2 separate regions of the Danio rerio genome follow, and region 1 is linked to region 2. A link is a contact called in public Micro-C data. All regions are on one chromosome and are shown on one strand. The core of a region is the stretch at or near the end of the contact, and the rest is flanking DNA. Distances in the headings are between cores, read along the strand shown. Region 1 overlaps nhsl2 (NHS-like 2). Region 2 overlaps arhgap36 (Rho GTPase activating protein 36).

Region 1 (6,470 bases), core at 1,255-3,754, 200 kb before region 2:
ACAATTGTTGATTAGTATACGTAATAAAAGGGCTTCTCTCTGTCTTTGCTGAAAGCAGCATCCCGACACACATTACTCTCTGTCAAGCCCTTCAGAAGGGATTGATGGTGTTGTATGAAAAAAAGCCACCTTTGAATGAGCAACAACGACTGACATGAAATGAATATAGTCTTTCATGACAGAAATGGATGAATAGATTTAATGAATAGAATTGCTGTAAAGTTGTTGAATTATTTCCCCTGCTTGGACCACAAAACTGTGGAAGTCCGTTTTCACCATGAAATAAAATAATTTGCAAGGCATAATAATGACTTACTTTCTCATTATAATGGGATATTTGCTTGTAATGATTTAACATCTCGTAATGACAAAGATTCTTATAATAATGACTACTTTAATCGTATTAAGGACTTTCTTATAATAATGACTTATTTTATCAAATAAATGACTTAGTTTCTTGTAAAAATGACTTAATATCTCATAATAATAAGAAACTTTCTCATAATGAGATATTTCCTCGTAATAATGACATAACATCTCGTAATGATAATTTTTCTTTTAATAATGTCTTATTTTATCATAATGATGACTTAACATCTCATAATAATGAGAGACTTTCTCAAAATAATGTCTTATTTTCTCATAATAATGACTTAACATCTCATAATAATGAGAAACTTTCTCATAATATTGATGTGCTTTCTCATTATAATGAGATATTTTTTTCGCAATAATGACTTAACATCTCGTAATGACAAAATTTTCGATTAAAATTACTTATTTTATCTTATTAATGACTTACTATTTCATAATAATGACTTAACCTCAAAATAATGATAAACTGTCTCAAAATAATGTCTTACTTTCTCATAACATTGACTTTCTTACTATATTAGCATTCACTACTTCTATTTTTAAAATATATTTATTATATGTTTTTTGTCCTGTCTCTGTAATTCTGTTGCACTGTAGAATCTCTGTCACGAAAGCAAATTCCTCGTATGTGTGAACATACCATAAAGCTTTTTCTGGTAATAATGAGATATTTTATCATAATAACTGCTTAACATCTCATAATGATGAGAATTTTTTTCATAATAATGAGAAACTTTCTCATAATAATGTTCTACTTTCTCGTAATAATGACTTCTCATAATATTATTATTAACAGATTTTTTTTTAAGTCCTTAATGCGAGAAAATAAGTCATTATTATAAGAAACTTTGTCATTATTACGAGAAAATATCTCATTATACAGTAATGAGAAAGTAAGTCATTATGATTTAAAAATTATTCAAATTTTATTTCATGAGGGAAATGCATTTTTTGTTGACCCGCGAGTACAAACCTAGCCTTTTGGCTCATTAACGATTTGTGAATAAAAAGGTTAAATGACTTCTTTTTTGAAGTGTCAGAACTTTGGGTAAGTAGATTTTCAAAACTTTTATTTCTGCATTGCTCATTTCTTAATTTTTAAATAAGAAATTCTTCAGAATAATAAATTATAAGATTAAACTTTCTAGCATACAGCAATTGCTTAAAAAATGTTACTCTCCCTATTTTTAAAAGTTTGTTTCTAATTTGTAGTTACTTATGAAAAAACCCAAATTCACTATACAGTATCCATAGCTTTACATTATCATTTGAAGTAAAACTGTATTCTTTTTAAACTACAAAAAAGGGATGACTTCACCATTGCTTAAATAAAATCATGGTTAATTTTGCGAGGCTTAATAGTAATAAACATGAATTGCACAAAATTTGCAGTTTCATTCACATCCACTAGAGGGAAGAACAGCTCTGTGTATCAGTACTGTGAACTCTGCGTGATCTGCCTGTGTCTGCCCTACTCATGTCCCCTTAACTTTGTTATGGTCTCTATTTTAAATCTTTGCCTAATTAAGCACCTGGCGTAACCGATGGATGCTTCACCCTCCTACATTTGTAAAAGCTCTCATGTACAGAGAGTTCGGGGGAAGAGCAGACTCACTGGCCTCAGGCCTTGGAGAGAAACCTTCTTTAACCGAGAGAGATTTAGGCGTCTGCATTGATGTTTACACTAATCAGAGAAAGATGCAGAGAGAAAGAAAGAAAGAAAGAAAGAAAGAAATCAAGAAAGAAAAATACACATAGCATTAGCCTTAGTGGTATATAGGAGGTTGAAATAGTTCAAGGGATAGAGTTTTCTCTTCCTTTTAAGGGATTATGTGTGCATGAAATTGTGAAAGAAATTGTGTTTTTAGTACTATGTATTTGTCTCACCACGAGCGATGCAAAAGACTGAGGTCAAACATGCACACATACATGTGATTATATATAAACACATTACAAAAACGTGTCTGCAAGTGTGCATTCACGTTTTGCTATCAATAACATAACAGGAAATGAGAGAGATTATGCTGCTTTTGTTCCTTCTTCTCTTTCCTCTATTATGACTCTTGGGATCTGGAAAGATAAGACGCAGTTCTACATCAAACGCTGTCCAAGACGCAGCTCCGCCTACAGCTCTCCATCAGAACTGTTGTGCTGTTTGTAAGGTCTGAGCAGACCAGCGCTGTGCTCAAATCAAGAGGTCCACAGTATGTTTTTTTCTTTAAAAATAAAACTATAGTAATGTTTTTAGTCACATCTTTTTTAAAATGCAGGTTAAATAAACATTTTGCATGCTATCAAATAAACATGAATAATATAATAATAATTTGTATGATTTTTATTTTCTGTTTTCAAGGCCACCTATTTGACCCTTTTTACAAAATGTAAGATAAGCCTTTGGTGTCTGCAGAATGTCTTTAACGTTTCAGCTTAAAATACCAATCAGGGGTGCATTTCCCAAAAACATGGTTAGCCAATTAAGGTCACAAGTTCTGTCGTTACAAACATAGTTTGTTGATTTGCAGTTTCTCAAATCTGTCGCTCTAACGAACATTCGCAAACTGCATCATAAACTTGAGCACTCGCAACTACACCTCTGGAGCTGTAGTTATAAACATAGTTCCTGGCTGTGTTCTATTCCCACTTATCCCTCCTATGCCCTATTCATTTAAAACATTTTAACATTCAAAGTTTGAATTATTAAAAATAAAAAAGCATTAAGGTCATCTCTCTTAAGTGTAATTTGCTTCCAAACTAATTTTACTGTTCAGTTTTAGCGATTTTGATGTTTACAATTGTGTTCCCTTAACAGTGCACTTTGTTAACATTGATTTCATTTTGAACACAGCCTTATGGCGAAAGCTCTAGGTAACCTAATATTTAAAAGCCAAATTTATGTTACGTCTCCAAAGCTTGTGAAAACAAAAAGCATACGTTAACTCTTTTAATTTACAGTGGGTTATTTATTAAGTAACTGTACTGTAAATTACATGGACCTGCTGGTTAGAACTTTCTGCAGTGGTTTACATTTCTCTGATATCTCTAGAGTGGTTCTAAAAAGTTTCAGCTCAAAATACCTCACAAATATAATTTTATACTTTTTTGAAAATGACCCTTTTAGGTTTTGATCAAGATTGTACCGTTTTGGTGACTGTCACTTTAAATTCAAATGAGATTGTGCTCTTTTTAAAATAGGGTGGGGCTTCAAATGCTTGTGTGTACAGTGTGTCACCATAGCCAGCATATTCAAAACAGGACTATCATTCATTCATTCATTCATTCATTCATTCATTTTCTTTTCGGCTTAGTTCCTTTATTAATCAGGAGTCAGAACTAATGTTATCTCTGTAAAAAAGTGAAAATGTGAACAGAAGTATCTCAAACATTTGTGCATCCTAAAACTCAACAATTAAAATCCTCTTAGTCGCTGACATTATTTTCAGCACGTAAAAACTAATGGTAGACGCCTGCTTCTCACTAAGGGCTGTTTATGCTAATTAGGGTGAGATAGTCACTAGTGGGCGGGGCTTTTCCCCTCTTGTAACAAGTACAAAGGGAGAACCTCAATAAAAGTTTTATCAAGTGTAATTAAAAAATGAATTATTATTATTATTTTTATTATTATTTTTACCATTAGAGGCTGGTTGTATTCACACACTGTTGCCACACAAATGTGCTTACACTACTTATAAAAGTTATTAGATCCCCTTTAAAACAAACTATATTTCTAATAAGATTTGAAGCATTTTTGAATTTATCTCAAATTAAAAACTGTTGAAAAACATTAAGAAAAGTAATATTCCTTGTGTATATTTGAGTGATTATTGATGATCAGTTGTTTGTAAGTGCTGTTGGTTTAAATTTGTGGGACTTTTTTAATCTTCCAGCAGGTTATGTTGTCACACCAGTAATAGGAGACAACTGACTTTATTTCATACAGTAAGTGATTAGCTAAATCATTCATAGAAGTGGTTTGTTCATAAACAGCTAAAAAGCACTGACTGTCAAAGAGCTGAAATGCTGATAGTTGGGTGCAAAAGCCTAAAAACAAAGTAGAAATATTGTGTCTCAAACAAGTTGTGCAATATTAACTTTTTGTTTGTTGGACTGCAGTATAAAATTCAGTGGCAGGTGGGGATTTTTAATCTGGTTAATAATTCATTCATCTATCACACTTGACAAGACGGCAGCCACGGCGCAAGTGTCAGTTTTAAAGTGTCTGCGAAGTGCTTGCCTAAGCAGAAAAATTTGCCGTTGCTGCCACATCCTGATGACAGAAAATAAGATTATATTTCTTCAAAACTAACTTGATAAAATCAAATGAAACAACTGAATTAGAACGGCACATATATTTGTCAGGAATAGCTATTAGGTGGCACAGTGTTTTTGACCATATTATTTTGCATATCTGGAGGACAAATTTTCATTCATTCATTCATTTTCTTTCAGCTTAGTTTTTTTATTCCTCCAGGGTCGTCACAGTAGAATGAACCGCCAACTTATCCAGCATATGTTTTACACAGCGGATGCCCTTTCAGCTGCAACCTAGTACTGGGAAACACCCATACATGCTCACATTCTCACATACACTACTGCCAATTTAGTTTATTCAATTCACGTGTTCTGCATGTCTTTGGACTGTGGGGAAAACCGGAGCACCCGGAGGAAACCCACATTTTCACTTTGATACAATTTTATGATAGTAACTGGTCACACCGTTTGAACATGTTACAAGCTATATTGTGAATATTGGATTTCAATTAATGGTCATTCATTCCAGCTTGTATGGCAGTCAGTTCTCTTTAAAATGTATGAAAGACATGTTTTACATCATTAATCCATGACACATTTGGTGATGCTGTGGATCAGTCTCTTTTAACAAAAACAGGCTAAAGCATTTATTTTGACCATGAAAGTGATGTCGGTGCAGCAAAAAGGTTTGTTTTTTGGCTTCTGTTGTCTGATTTACTGTTAAGTTGTGTGTTTTTGTAGGAGAGGGGCCCAAATTTGACCTCAACAAAGCCTCAACACGTCAGTCTGGAAGTTTCTAAATAGTATTTGTCAGTTGGCATTTCTGTGTGGAGTTTGCATGTTCTTCCCATGTTGCCGTGGGTTTCCCCCACAAGTCCAAAGACATGTGCTATAGGTGAATTGGGTAAGCTACAGTACATTGTCCCTAGTGTGCTGTGTGAATGAGTGTGTGTGGATGTTTCCCAGTGATAGGTTGCAGCTGGAAAGGCATCCGCTGCATAAAACATATGCTGGATTAGTTGGCGGTTCATTCTGCTGTGGCGACCCCTGATTAATAAAGGTACTAAGCCAAAAACAAAACGAATTGATGTGTTTTTAATAATTTAAAAATTAATAATTTGTGAAGTCACTTTAAACTAATCTTACAATCCTGTCAAATTCAAAAAGAATTATTTATAAAAAAAATGTAAATGAAATCCAGACAAGCCTGACAGGTGTTGTATCCACTGATTTTGGCATATTTCTTATGTACACACCCCAAACTCTAAAACTATGGATTAAAGCTAATAAAAAAAAAGTAATTTTCAATTTCTTTCACAGACCTTTTACTTCATAATATCCCAGCGCATCATCACGACCCCAGTGATTGATATGAACTTGTTTGTATGTGTTTATTTTAATTTCTAACACGGCTGGCCATTGACTTGGATTATACGAATCAAGGACCACAGATTTAGCTAAAAATGTCCTGGGTCCCATTTATTTATGGGTGAGTTGTGGGTGGAATAGCATTGGCTATGCAAACTTCACCTTTTCTAAAATATTAAGGTGTTTTATGCAAAGTTGATAGACTGGCACAGATATGCAGACATCTCCATTCTCACAACGAATTTCTGAGTTGTATTAGTCTTTTGAGCAAGTTCGTTCTTCCGAGGTAATCTGGAAACACGTCAGTGCTGTGAATAAATTGTAGGAGCATTTTCTACATATTCAAATGTCTTGATTAAACTAATTAAAATGAAACTCATCAGCAATGGATAATTTTGTCATTAAAAAGGAAAAGTTTAACTTTGGCGCTGAAGCATGACTGGTTTTGAAGCACTTCACTTCAGATGTTATTCGTTATT
Region 2 (6,990 bases), core at 4,445-6,944:
CAAACTCTCCATTCTGTCCGCCCAAACATGGAGAGAGAAAGGAAAAAGAACAGATAACAGGGATATTCACTCATCTCTGTGATGACTTTCGAAAAAACTTTTATGAAAATCTGCTTACATTTCTTCTTGATTTACTGATTTTTCTTCACACACCAGTGTGACAGACTTACATAATTATTTGTAAATGGAAGAGGCTTTTACTCAAATCTATGTTGACCTTTCATTTTGACCATTATAAATGTTTTATTTCTCTCTCTTTCTCAGGGAGGGATGTCGGTGGACTCCATCTCTGATATGGTGGAGAGTCAGTCCAGATTACTAGAAGCTCTGCAGCTCTCTCACCCCAATGAGCTGGAGATGAAGAAGGCGGCGGGTCGCACACAGGCCAAACTCAGTCTCAACCCAATCTACAGGCAGGTTCCCCGCGTGGTGGAGCGTTGCTGTAACCACATACAGACCTACGGTGAGCAGCAAACAGCATTACAGTACAACACACCACTGGATTTGATTTGGCACAGGAAGCTTAATTCATAGCTTACATTATTCAGTTAGTTATGTCTATTCTTACACACTGTATGTCAAGTTTTACAAACACATTTTGAGATGAGTATGTGAAATGATTGAGCACGGCTGGCCTCTCATCCGTAATCAGCAATGATCTAATCAGATTGATTCAAGCTTACATTATAGAGACCAAGACTGTGTCCGAAACGGCATACTTCCATACTATATAGTATGCTAAAATCAGTATGCGAGCCGGAAGACTTACTACTTCCGGCGAGATTCTGGAGTGCGCATCCCATGCACGCTGCGCTATCCCATGATGCCCCCCGAGCGAATTTATGAATGGGACTAAAGCGACGCAATTTATGCAGGTAGGTCACGTGACCATGACAAAATGGCAGATGTAGTACGTCTGAATTCCATTCATACTTTTCACGTTCATACTGTATAGAACAAACTTTTCTAACGGCCGAGTAGTAGGTTTAAATTCAAATGCAGTACCTACTGAGAAGTAGGTGGTTTCGGACACAGCCCAATTTCACCCTACTACCTGCTCTTCGTTTTGGAAGAATCCCCCCTTCCACCCCATCTTCTCTTTTTCCTCGCTTTACCAGGGGGAGCTCTCAAGACCTACCTGATCTCGGACACCCTTACATGCTTATTGACCAGACGGGAGCCCTGGGCTCAAATATCTCCAAGCTCAGGGTTTTCTCCCGTAACAGCATACCAAACTTGCTCATAGCTTCAAGCAATGTCTAAGTGTGAACTCTTGAAATTTAATATTGTACATTTTTACCTTTTTAAGAACACAAACATCATACAATTATTTTTCCCCTTAGATCACTATGGAATAATCAAAGTTTCAATCAGTAAACATTTAATAATAATTTCACAACCCTCTCTCACGTGCTGTGCATGCTATTTCAAACCAAATATTTAGAGTAGCATGTTAAACAACATAGGGAGCGCCTCACGGGCTGTCATTGTTCAAAAATGACCCAATGTGAATATAAAACCAACTTCACCTCAGTAAAGCAGGCTAGGTGGAAAAGCGTTGTTTACTGATGTTCTGTTGTTGAACTAAATAAAACTCTACATTATTGATGCTGTAAAAGGACCTTATGAAACTGAAAATAGTCACATCAGTCTTTTGCTAAGAGATTTCAGTGGCTGAACAACACTTACAAGTTAACCCATTCCTAACAACAACACAATCTACATCAGCTTTGTGTGAAGCTAAATAACTTTTAAAACAGAACATTACCTGTCTAAAAGAAATACTTCAGCCATGGTGTCATCCTTTGGCCAGCGTGCAAAACTAACTTCATTATTGATTCAGGATTTTAAAAAGTTTTAATTAAGCATTTGTTTTGCTCTCTCTGTCTCTCAATAATGTCCAGCTGCAGGTGAGGTAAACGTGCGTGCCTGCAAATTGGTGGATCTGTATGAATGGCTGCAGATGTTCAAACTTACATTTGTTGACAGACAGTGTGTGTGTGTGTGTGTGTGTGTGTGTGTGTGTGTGTGTGTGTGTGTGTGTGTGTGTGTGTGTGTGCAGTCCTTTACTGACAGCTGTGTGTGTGGATCTTGTCGGAAAATATGGCAAAAAAAGTTATACATGACGCTGTTTACTGATCGCAGTGACTTCAATAGTGCCACTAATATCTGCATACTCCACATTTCTTAATTCCATTTCTGTTTATTTCAGTTATGACTTTAGTCGGATCAAGGTGACCAAAAATCGCTTTTTCAAGCCTATTTAGGCCTACAGTTCAAAATTCATGTTTAACTGAATAAACAGTTAGTAAACACAAGTACATTTTACTGAACTTTATTTATTTTCATCACTAATTATCAAAATAGAACAGTTTCTCATGCAGTTTGTGATGCATTTTGGAAACAGGAGATGAGCCCCTGCTTAATGCACCACCTGGCTTGAGAAACCCATTCTCAAAGACGTATTATTTGGGTAGCAGTAACACAAATTCTGAATGCCTTTGGCAGCATTCATATGAGCCATTTTAATCTAGATTAAATTCAAGATTAATCTAGATAAAAAAAAAAAAAATTATTCTATGCCCACCTATAATATAAACACATTTAGATCATTTACTTTAATCATTACTATTGAAATGTGAAGAGACGTTCAACCAGCACAACAAAAAATGTTTCTGAAGACAATCACCTACTGCACCTTTAATGGTCATCAGCACCTTAAATGATGAAAGTTTTTAATATTTTGATAAAACAAAAATATGAACATTTATATGTATTTATATATGTATTCAATTATCTTTGCATCAATTTACAAAAAAAAAACTCACTCTGCGAGGTGTTTCTAATGCAGCTTTTAGAGACTGGACAGAAAAATTGACATGATTTTCTCCTCTGGCTGCTGTCATCAGTCTCACACAAATTTTTTTTCCTTTTTTCTGGCAGCCTTAATAACACCATTGTAGAGTTTTTCTTTCATTATTTCAGCAAATTGGATTGTAAAAAAAATATTTGTTGTACTCTCCCATTCACTGCGCTCTAAGTTTACATAACTATCACAATTCCTGCTACTGAAAAACACGGAAATGTGAAAAGGGTCCTCCTAGTAATATTAAAGTAAACAATTAATCAAAGTTAATCCACTGAAAAAAAACAGTTTTCATAATCTCGAATCAAATTTTACGTCAGTAAATCTTATGTCAGTCAGATGACTTGGGTGGAATATGCTTAGCCAGGCCCTTTTAAATGTTAGTTTGCAGCGAGTAAAAGATGAGAGGTGGAGCTCAAAAATAAAACCCTGCATCCTACTCAATATTTCTTTTCGGTTGGAAATATGTCAATGTACATCACACAAATAAAAGTCTTTAACAATGTTCCGTTTATGCAGTCTTTCACAGGCATAGAGAACACCTGGTTTATATTTGGTGTTTATGTTATCATTAAAACAAAACAAACAAACAAAAAAACACCTAAATGTCCATAATTGTGCCAGGAATATATTTTTAACCAAGAAATTGCTTAAAACTTTTGCTAGTGTTCAGATTTAGGGGTAAATGACACTTTTAACCAACATGAGCTCATTCTGAAAATGTAGCCCTTTATACATTTCTAGAGATTGAGAATTATGAAGCCAGAGGAACGTTTTGCTGCATTTCATCATACCGCTCTGTGGCGGTATGACACCATTTCCTTTTTTAGCTTACCAGCTGACCGATTACCTCCGTATGGATGGCTTCCTCGCTGTTACCAGTTCGTCCAGTAGCTCGACATATACGATGGCAGCCGTGCAAATGGCACACGCAAGAGAAATTTGAGATCTGAAAAAGCATACACATCTGCCTCTGGTGGATTCACGAACACAAAAACTGAAAAAAACTTAGCTCCTGGGGCAAGTTTAGTGATCTGCAGAAATGTATACTGGTCTACGTAATCAGAATGAGCTTGGGTTGCTTTTAACAACATTTAATCCTAATAAAGTGTCTACTTAAATGTTAATTCCGTGAAGTAACGGAGTAAGTTGCTCTATTCTGCTCTATTCAGAAGTTGCTCTATTCAGCCATTGCGCATATGAGATACTTTTAAGTAAAAGGAAAAACATTAATGTACTTAAAGGGACGGTTTACCTAAAAACTTAAATTTGCTGTTAACTTAGCCACCCTCAGGCCATCCAAGATTTAGGTGACTTCTTTCTTTTTCAAAACATTAAAGAAGAATTTTAAATGAATCTGTCTGGGTTAACCATCATGTTAATCTGACCTCTTTAAGGTATATAAAAACGAATAAGTGATCATACTAAGTGTTATTATATATACGACTTCTTGCTGACAAAAGAGATGGGGAAAAAAAGATTTAAAATAATAATTAAGTTTCGCCAAAGTCCCTTTAAGGCAAGTCATTTCACTCAGGGGCCATCTTCGAAACACCTCTCGGGCAGTATGCTCAGGCATTCTGTCTGAATGGGAAAACATCAAATTCTCCGAAACTACTTGCCAAGATTACGATTACAATTCATATTATGAATAACCAATAAAAATAAACAACAACTGTTTCTTTAGTTTTATTTCTAAATGTTCGTATCACACAAAATCTGCAGAAACTCACGTCTGGTCCGAGCCCCTGCCCTGGAGAATTGTCTTCTATAGCAATCGCTGATTGGCTCCTGTACTAGAAAGCGGGTTTTATTGACCATAAATCGATTGCTGATTGGCTCCTGTACTAGAAGACGGTCTTCATTTGCCATATTGACAGTTACACTTTTTCCTATTCAAAAGTATACGAATGACTTGTCTTGTGTATTCTATGGTGTTTAGTTTCGCTATACGCGATCAAATGATTTGTGTAATATAACATTCAGAAATAACATTAAGACCATCTCGTAGCTTTAGACCACAAAACAGCAGCCACAAAGTGAAGTATTTTTTTTCTGAAGTGGAGGTAGGTCTTCTGTGATTTCTGGATATAAGATTTTGACATTGTCAGGATATATACAGTATGATGTCAGCATCAGGATATGATTTCGACAGAATATTCTCAGGGTTGTTCGTTTAATTTATGGCACAAAACTAGCTATTGGGCTGATACAACTTTATTCTTTGTTATTGTACCGATTTATTTCTATGCGTATTATTTATTATATACATATATTGTTTTGAACTAGCAAAAATTGTAATAAAAGTCACTTTTTTATATCTAGAGTTCATCAAAAAGATGTCATATCCGAACTAGTAGAGATCATTTATTCATTTTCCTTCGACTGAGTCCCTTTATTCATCCGGGGTTGCCACCGCAGAATGAACCACTAACTTATCCTGCATATGTTTTACACAGCGGATGCTTTTTAGATGACCAACCTATACAATATATTGTTTTAAATTAAATTAGTGAATATCAGTGAAGTCAATAGTTGTCATTAAGCAGTATCTATGTTTGTACTGTCCTTTAAATTAATAGACTTTAATAAAATAAAAAAAACGATCATTTGAAAACTTCAGGTGATAAAAATATTGCTTTGATAAATATCTCGAACTAAGCATAGCATGTTAGAGCTACTGGATGTGAAATAAATCAACCTTTTATCCCCCCTCCCAGAAATTTAGATGAACTTATCTGAACACATCTTCTGCCTCATACTATTACACACCCTGCTTGGGTTACGAACAGAAGGTCAGTCAGATGAGATGACACCCAAAAAAAACACTAAAATAGATATAAAATCAGCACAGTGAAATATGATCCCAACACTTGTTTACTATCTCTCTCTCTCTCTCTTTGTCTCTCTCTAGGATTACAAACTTTGGGGATTTTCCGTGTCGGCAGCTCCAAGAAAAGAGTCCGTCAAGTAAGTTTGTCAGTTCCAGCTGCTCTCTAGAGTCAGTTTACAGCCACTGCATTATAAACAACATTTGTCTCTCTCACATGTGACATGCGCCCCCTGTCTTTCAAACTAAAACTGCAAAAATATGGCATTGCAGAGCAAAAACCTAGGAATACACTATACACCAATAAATACACCATGTTTACCAGACCTATGTTTCCTGGTAGTTACATTACATTATTAAAATGTAAGAATTTGCATACTCCTACATGTCCCTTTTTTAGATATAAGTTTCACATATATCTGACATATGAGCTTTTTTAAGCAAAGAAAATAAGGAAGTATCATTTTATCACTGTTATCGCACTAGGAAATAGGGCTGCACGATATTGAAAAAATCTTATATTGCGATATTTAATTCTTTTTGTGATAAAATATTGTGATTTGAATACAGTTTCACAAGATGGTGTGGATAGATCTATTTGATGGTTTTCTGGGGAGCCTAACAGTATTCAGGTACAGAATTTGAATAATTAAAAAATGCTTCTTACTTTGTCTCATTTCTAGTCCAAATATCTAAAAATTCTTAGATCATGTAAAAATATTGTTTTGTTTTCAACTGCAGAAGAAATAAGTGAATATTAAGAGTTTTTGCTTAAAACAAGTAAAATGATCTGCCAGTGTGATTACAAAATAATCTTGTTTTTGCTTTGAAATGTAGATATTTGGACTAGAAACAAGACAAAATTTTTAAGTAAGAAAAGAATTATTAGCCCCCTTTGAATTTTATTTTATTTTTTTTTATATTTCCCGAATGATGTTTAACAGAGCAAGGGCATTTACTGTGATTTACATTTATCACAGTATGTCTGATAATATTTTTTCTTCTGGAGAAAGTCTTATTTGTTTTATTTCATCCAGAATAAAAGCAGTTTCTAATTTTTTTAGACCATTTTAAGGTCAAAATTATTAGCCCCTTTAAGCTATATTTTTTGATAGTCTACAGGACAGACCATTGTTATACAACAACTTGCCTAATTACCCTAACCTGCTGAGTTGACCTAATTAACCTAGTTAAGCCTTTAAATGTCACTTTAAGCTGTATAGAAATGTCTTGAAAAATATCTAGTAAAATATTTTTTTTACTTTCACCATGGCAAAGATAAAATAAATCAGTT

The links. A called contact is a pair of places that touch in the nucleus more often than the background predicts.
Region 1: a contact with region 2 is called in a Micro-C map of caudal fin, with 10 times the contacts expected there. The contact joins two enhancer-like sites. A contact is called at or near these places in 2 of 18 Hi-C or Micro-C datasets (caudal fin and an unstated tissue) and 1 of 4 datasets of contacts at active chromatin or transcription factors (caudal fin).

What each region holds. Positions count from the first base shown.
Region 1 is chr7:53,422,000-53,428,469 of GRCz12tu, reverse strand. The region is part of intron 1 of nhsl2 (NHS-like 2); the gene reads left to right. Among named protein-coding and RNA genes, the nearest start is that of nhsl2, 46 kb to the left of the region's middle. Within about 2 kb of position 2,504, at least 8 of the 62 cell types and tissues checked have an H3K27ac peak or open chromatin away from gene starts, as enhancers often do.
Region 2 is chr7:53,225,200-53,232,189 of GRCz12tu, reverse strand. It overlaps arhgap36 (Rho GTPase activating protein 36), which reads left to right. Exons shown (of 13, transcript NM_001351681.2): 5 at 265-463; 6 at 5,781-5,836. Among named protein-coding and RNA genes, the nearest start is that of usp12b, 60 kb to the right of the region's middle. Within about 2 kb of position 5,694, at least 28 of the 62 cell types and tissues checked have an H3K27ac peak or open chromatin away from gene starts, as enhancers often do.